Linked DNA regions of Mus musculus: region 2 is linked to region 1. The links are chromatin contacts, called in public Hi-C maps. All regions are on one chromosome and are shown on one strand. The core of a region is the stretch at or near the end of the contact, and the rest is flanking DNA. Distances in the headings are between cores, read along the strand shown. Region 1 overlaps Phactr1 (phosphatase and actin regulator 1). Region 2 overlaps Phactr1 (phosphatase and actin regulator 1).

The links. Hi-C and Micro-C count contacts between places; a contact is called where the count stands out from the background.
Region 2: a Hi-C map of uterus shows a contact between it and region 1, with 2.7 times the contacts expected there. The contact joins two enhancer-like sites. A contact is called at or near these places in 3 of 484 Hi-C or Micro-C datasets (nephron progenitors and uterus).

Annotation. Positions count from the first base shown.
Region 1 is chr13:42,827,809-42,830,688 of GRCm38.p6, forward strand. All of the region lies in intron 3 of Phactr1 (phosphatase and actin regulator 1), which reads left to right. Among named protein-coding and RNA genes, the nearest start is that of Phactr1, 150 kb to the left of the region's middle. Within about 2 kb of position 1,378, at least 57 of the 459 cell types and tissues checked have an H3K27ac peak or open chromatin away from gene starts, as enhancers often do. A contact at or near this core is called in uterus, where this site is marked.
Region 2 is chr13:43,003,743-43,006,622 of GRCm38.p6, forward strand. All of the region lies in intron 4 of Phactr1 (phosphatase and actin regulator 1), which reads left to right. Among named protein-coding and RNA genes, the nearest start is that of Gm52053, 7.7 kb to the right of the region's middle. Within about 2 kb of position 1,354, at least 38 of the 459 cell types and tissues checked have an H3K27ac peak or open chromatin away from gene starts, as enhancers often do. A contact at or near this core is called in uterus, where this site is marked.

The sequences.
Region 1 (2,880 bases), core at 128-2,627:
CACTTTGACTCTTTCCTCTAAAACATTACTCTTAAATTGCTTCAAAATTAAGACTATCTTTTAGTTCTCTACATATTATCTTGTTCAATGTGCTATCGTTTCTTGTTTGCTTGTTTGTTTTGAGACAAGACGACACTCTCTACTCTAGAGTGTCCTCAGAACTCAGGACTCGCTGGAATCCTCCTGCCTTAGCTCCCTGAGTGCTCTGGGTGCCAGCCAGCATACACCACCAAATGCAGGCTGCCATTTCCCCTTTAGTTCATACTACTCCCCTGCCCCACTGTGCTTGGTCTACTGCCGCTTTCTCGTTCTTCCCTGTCATCTGTAGATGAGATGCTTTCTGGCTTTAAACATCCTGCTTTTTCCATTTACAAAGTCTTTGCTCATTTTAGTATTTTAACACGTTTTCTATTAGGGTCAAGTTTCAATATTTGGCCCTTGTATAGGAATTCCTTCCTTTGCTTCGTCTTTACACTGTGTATACTTCATTAAGCATCTTTTATTGTTCAGTGAATCTTCTCATGTTACACTTTCACTGTCAGGTGTCCTTATTTTACAAAGGGCACTTTAGGAAACCTGATAAAAAAGGATGAGGGGAACCTCTGGAGAAAGCTCTGTGTCTGTGTGTCTGTGTGTCTGTGTGTGTCTGTGTGTGTCTGTGTGTGTCTGAGTGTGTGTGTTTGTATGAGTATCTGTGTGTATGCATGTGTGTATATATTTGTATCTGTGTGTATGCATGTGTATGTGTGCATGTATGTGCGTGTGCACATGTGGATGTGTAGATGTGTGTGGATGTGTAGATGTGTGTGTGTGCACATATGTGTGTCTGTGTAGATGTGTGCACATCTGTGTGTGCACTGACATGAGTGTATATTTATATGTGTGTATGTATACATGTGTGTCTGCCTGTGTGTAAATGCACGTGTGCTTGTGTGAATGTATGAATGTGTGTATGTGTGTGCACATGTATGTGTATCTGTATGTGTGCACTTGTGTGTGCACTTACATGAGTATATTTTGCATGTGTGTATATATACATGTGTGTGTGCGCATGTGTGTGTATGTGTGTGTTTACATTGGACCCAAGCCACAAACAGGCTAGAGCAAGACTCTATCACCTACAGTGTGACTATTTTGGGACCCCGGGGAGGAACTCCTGAGTGAGGAGAAGGAAGCCTCGGGCTTGGGTGAGGCTCACGGCAAAGGGGGATTCTGTTAAAGGGGAAGCATAGCCTGAGGTCATCCGGAGAGAAGCGCGTTGCTCACCAGTCACGCCCTCATCTACGTCATCACAAGTGTCCCCACCAGATGTTGAGCACAGGGACAGGCTGACCTCTCCAAGAGTAAACACACAGCTAACCAGATTTCCCTTCCTCCTAGGGGCACCAGATTGACTCTGCCCTGCATCCTGTTGCTTGGTTCCTCCTTTCCAGTTGAGAGCCCCGCAGAGCTTTATCTGGCCAAGCTTCCCTCTTGCTTGCTTGGTTGCTTCCCCCTTCTCCCTGGCCTCTGGGGCCGTTTGGAGCTGGCTCCCTAATAACTCTGCATGTAATTATTATGAAACACAAGCCAAGCGGAACGTAATTGCTTTATTAGAGATAAAGATGTCTAGACTCTTGAGGTCATATAAAACAAAATATTTTCTTAAAGCATCGACTGTAGTTACACTCTCCCAATAGCTGGCTTTTAAAATATGCAAAAAAAAATTTTTTTAAAGCCTGAGGTAAATATTATAAGCATTCGGCTACACTGTTTGAAATGGGTCAAAAATTTGGTTGTAAAACAACGGAGGAGTTTTCGGTTTCTCAGTTCCTGATGATGTCACTCGTATAATTTAATGTGTGTTGTCATTGCTTTCATTATTTAAAACTTGAGTTTCTGAGAGACGTTTTGATCTGAAGGGCTTGCTTATCATCTTAAGGAAACCCTGGCATCCACTGCAGTAGGTGGGCGGTGATGGAGTTGCTATCTACCGAGGCTTTAGCCCTCTACCCTTAATTCAGCATCGGGAACAGAAAGCTTTATCTATGTCTCTCAAATAAGCGACTTAAGGATCGATTGCAAATGAGCCACATAGAGAAAAGCAGGAAGTAGGCTTGTCTTTTGGTTTCTTCTCTTTCTTTTTTAAAATGTGTTTACCTTTATTTTACGTGCATGGGTGTTTTGCCTGTTGTATGTGAATGTGAGAGTGTCAGATCTTGGAGTCACAGACAGTTTTGAGCTGCCATGTGAGTGCTGAGATTTGAACCTGAGCCCTCTGGGAGAGAGTAGTGAGTGCCACTAACCACTGAGCCATAGCTCTGCTCACCACCAACCACAGCACACACACACACACACACACACACACACACACACACACACACACCCCTCCCTGCTTGGTTTCCTAATTAGCAGTGCCTTACCTGGTCTGAGAAGTACATGGAACGTTACTCTTCTCCTGCTTCCTTTTTCTCTCACCTCTTTAATCTGGGAAAAGATAAATGATTCATAGCCTAGAAGATGGAGCAACACACACACACACACACACCAGTCTCCATCCCTCTTCTGCCGACTTTCTTCCTTTCTGGGTTTGTCTTCACAGAGCAGCTAGGTTCTAGCAAATGAAAAGCCCCAGAGTGAAGACTAGTCAAGATGTCTGAATGGGAAACTCCCCAGTCCCTAGCCCCCAAAGAATTCCAGATTGTTCCTGGTTTACCATGTGACCATTCTGAGCCAATAACTATGTTTAGAGAAATATGGTTGGGTTTTGTTTGATTTGCCTGACATTTACCACTGTGGTAGGAAGGCACCTTTGTGGAAAAGACTCTAGGAAAGCGAGAGGGAAAGAGAAGCCCCCAAAAGGGAAACTGGGACAAACCAATTAAGAGCTGTCCATCAAGG
Region 2 (2,880 bases), core at 104-2,603, 180 kb after region 1:
TCAGGCAACTCACAACCTCCTCTTACTCCGTTCTAGGGACTTTATTGCCCTCTGACCCCTGTGGGCGCCTGCATATGCATGGTACATATGAACTGTTGTTGGCATACAGGCACAAAGGTATAAGATAAATTCTTTCATAAAAATTAGGTGCTGGGGAGATGGCTCAGTGGTTAAGTGCACATACTGTTCTTGCGAAGGGCCTAAGTTCAGTTCCCAGCACCAATATTGGAAACTCACAAGCACCTGTGACTTTAGCTCCATAGATTCAATACCTTCTTCTGGCCTCTGTGAGCACCTACAGGCCCAGGCACATACCTACACAGACACACACACACACACATACACATACACGCACACAATTATGAATCATCTATAGGCCCAGGAACGTACCTACAGATACACAGACACACACACATAATTATGAATCACCTACAGGCCCAGGCACATACCTACACAGACACACACACACATAATTATGAATCACCTACAGACCCAGGCACATACCTACACAGATACACAGACACACACACACAGACACACACACACACACATAATTATGAATCACCTACAGGCCCAGGCACATACCTACACAGACACACAGACACACACACACATAATTATGAATCACCTACAGACCCAGGCACATACCTACACAGACACACAGACACACACACACAGACACACACACACACACACACACACACACATAATTATGAATCACCTACAGGCCCAGGCACATACCTACACAGATACACAGACACAGACACACACACAGACACACACACAGACACACACACACACATGCGTGCGCATGCACGTGCGTGAATGAGCTGGCGCATGCATACACAAGTGCGCACACACACTCACATAATTATAAAGAAAATAATTTTAAAACATTAACATGGCCGTAGCCAACAACCAAAACACTCGAAATAGAACACGGCTTCCTTAATAAAGGCTACCACCAAGAACAAGAACAAAGGAAAGATGGGTCAAACATTCTGCGTAACAAAAGTAATTAAAGTCAGAAAGAATGCCAAAAAAAATGCTCACCAAAAAGACCAATTATCTAAGCGGTGATTTCACCATGGTTCCATGGAATATATTTAAGTGACAAGGACTGGAAAAGCATAAACAAGCAGCCATCCTCTGTAAATATATGATATTTTAGGGCCCATGACTTAGGAGAATTAATAATAGCATCATATAAGGACACTTATAAGTATCAAACCCTGGGCTCCAAATAGACAGAGAGCAATGAAACAATATTAAGTTTGGAAAAGCTGAATACTAGGAAGACTGACAAATGAAATATAAACATCTGCAGAAAACATTTTGCCCACAGTCACGCGGAGCAGCAGCCTCCGCTGCTTGGAAAAGCCAAGCCCTGGGCTGGCAGTTCCCTCCCTCTGCAAGGAGCAACTCTAACTTCTTGGCTCAAGATAAAAACAACAATGGCCCTTTTCTTTCCCCTGTGACTTCTCATGGTTTGGGCCACAGGGGCGGGGAAACAGCTGGTCTATATCCATCCCCAGTCACTTCCTTGTGACGAGAGTGAAGGTTAATGTTTCTGGGCTTGGGGCTCTTCAGTTGCCCTGGAGTATAAAGTTAAGCAGCCCCTACCCCCAGGAAATGCTCTTCTATTAAATGGAAGCGCTGAAATATCAGAATGTGAGGCCAGAGATGGCTCAGAGGGCAAAGGTGCTGCTAAGGTTGATGATCTGAGTTTGATATCCAGTGACCACATGATAGGAGGAAAGAACTGACTCATTCCTTTATTTCTCCACACATGGACCTTGGCATGCTTGGAAGTGAACACACACACACACACAGAGAGAGAGAGAGAGAGAGAGAGAGAGAGAGAGAGAGAGAGAGAGAGAGAGAGAGAGGGAGGGAGGGAGAGGGAGAGGGAGAGAGAGAGGGGAGTGGCATGCAATCTTAGCTACTCAGGAGACAGCAGTAGCAGATTATGAGCTAGAGGCAAGTCAGGGTTGTATTGTAAAACCCTATCTCAAAAAACAAAAACAAAAAACAAACTAAATGTAAACTAAAAAATACATATATAAGTATATGAAAATACATGGAAGGGTGCATTATATCATGTAATAAATTCTAACTCAAGGATCAACAGGATTTTGGGCTAGAGGGAGAGCTCAGTGGTTAAAAACACTTGCTGTTCTGATAGAGGACCTGGGTTGGGCTCCCACAGAGCAGGAAGCAATCATCATTAACTCTAGTTCCAGGGTTTCCACTGCCCTCTTTGGGTTTCCGTGGGCACCAGGTATGCATATGAGGCACATACATACATGCAAAATATTCTTACACATAAAATAAAAACAATAAAAAAATGTTAAAAGAATCATAGGTTTGGAGTAAAGACCTCTAGCACAGAGGTTGTAAATCTGCCCCGGAAATGATAAAATGTTATCCCACCCCAACATGTCATTGAGCACAGCTAGGGACATGAGACAATGGTTTGTTAGGAAACAAGATGTGATCGCAGGAAACAAGAATGGGGCAAAGTGGGTAGGAAAAAAAAAGCCGGGCAGTGGTGGCGCACGCCTTTAATCCCAGCACTTGGGAGGCAGAAGCAGGCGGATTTCTGAGTTCGAGGCCAACCTGGTCTACAAAGTGAGTCCAGGACAGCCAGGGCTATACAGAGAAACCCTGTCTCGAAAAAACAAAACAAACAAACAAACAAACAAACAAAAAGGTTGTGTTAAAGGTACACTAATTTGCTGCAATTGCCACCGTAAGTTATCTGGGCTCCAGTTCCTGTTGCTTTAAACCAACATGTGTCTAGGCAGCACTTGTCTTTGGGCTATGTGCGAAGGAGCCTGGTGAAGATGATGTGAAAGCTAAGGGTGAGTTTGGGAAGAG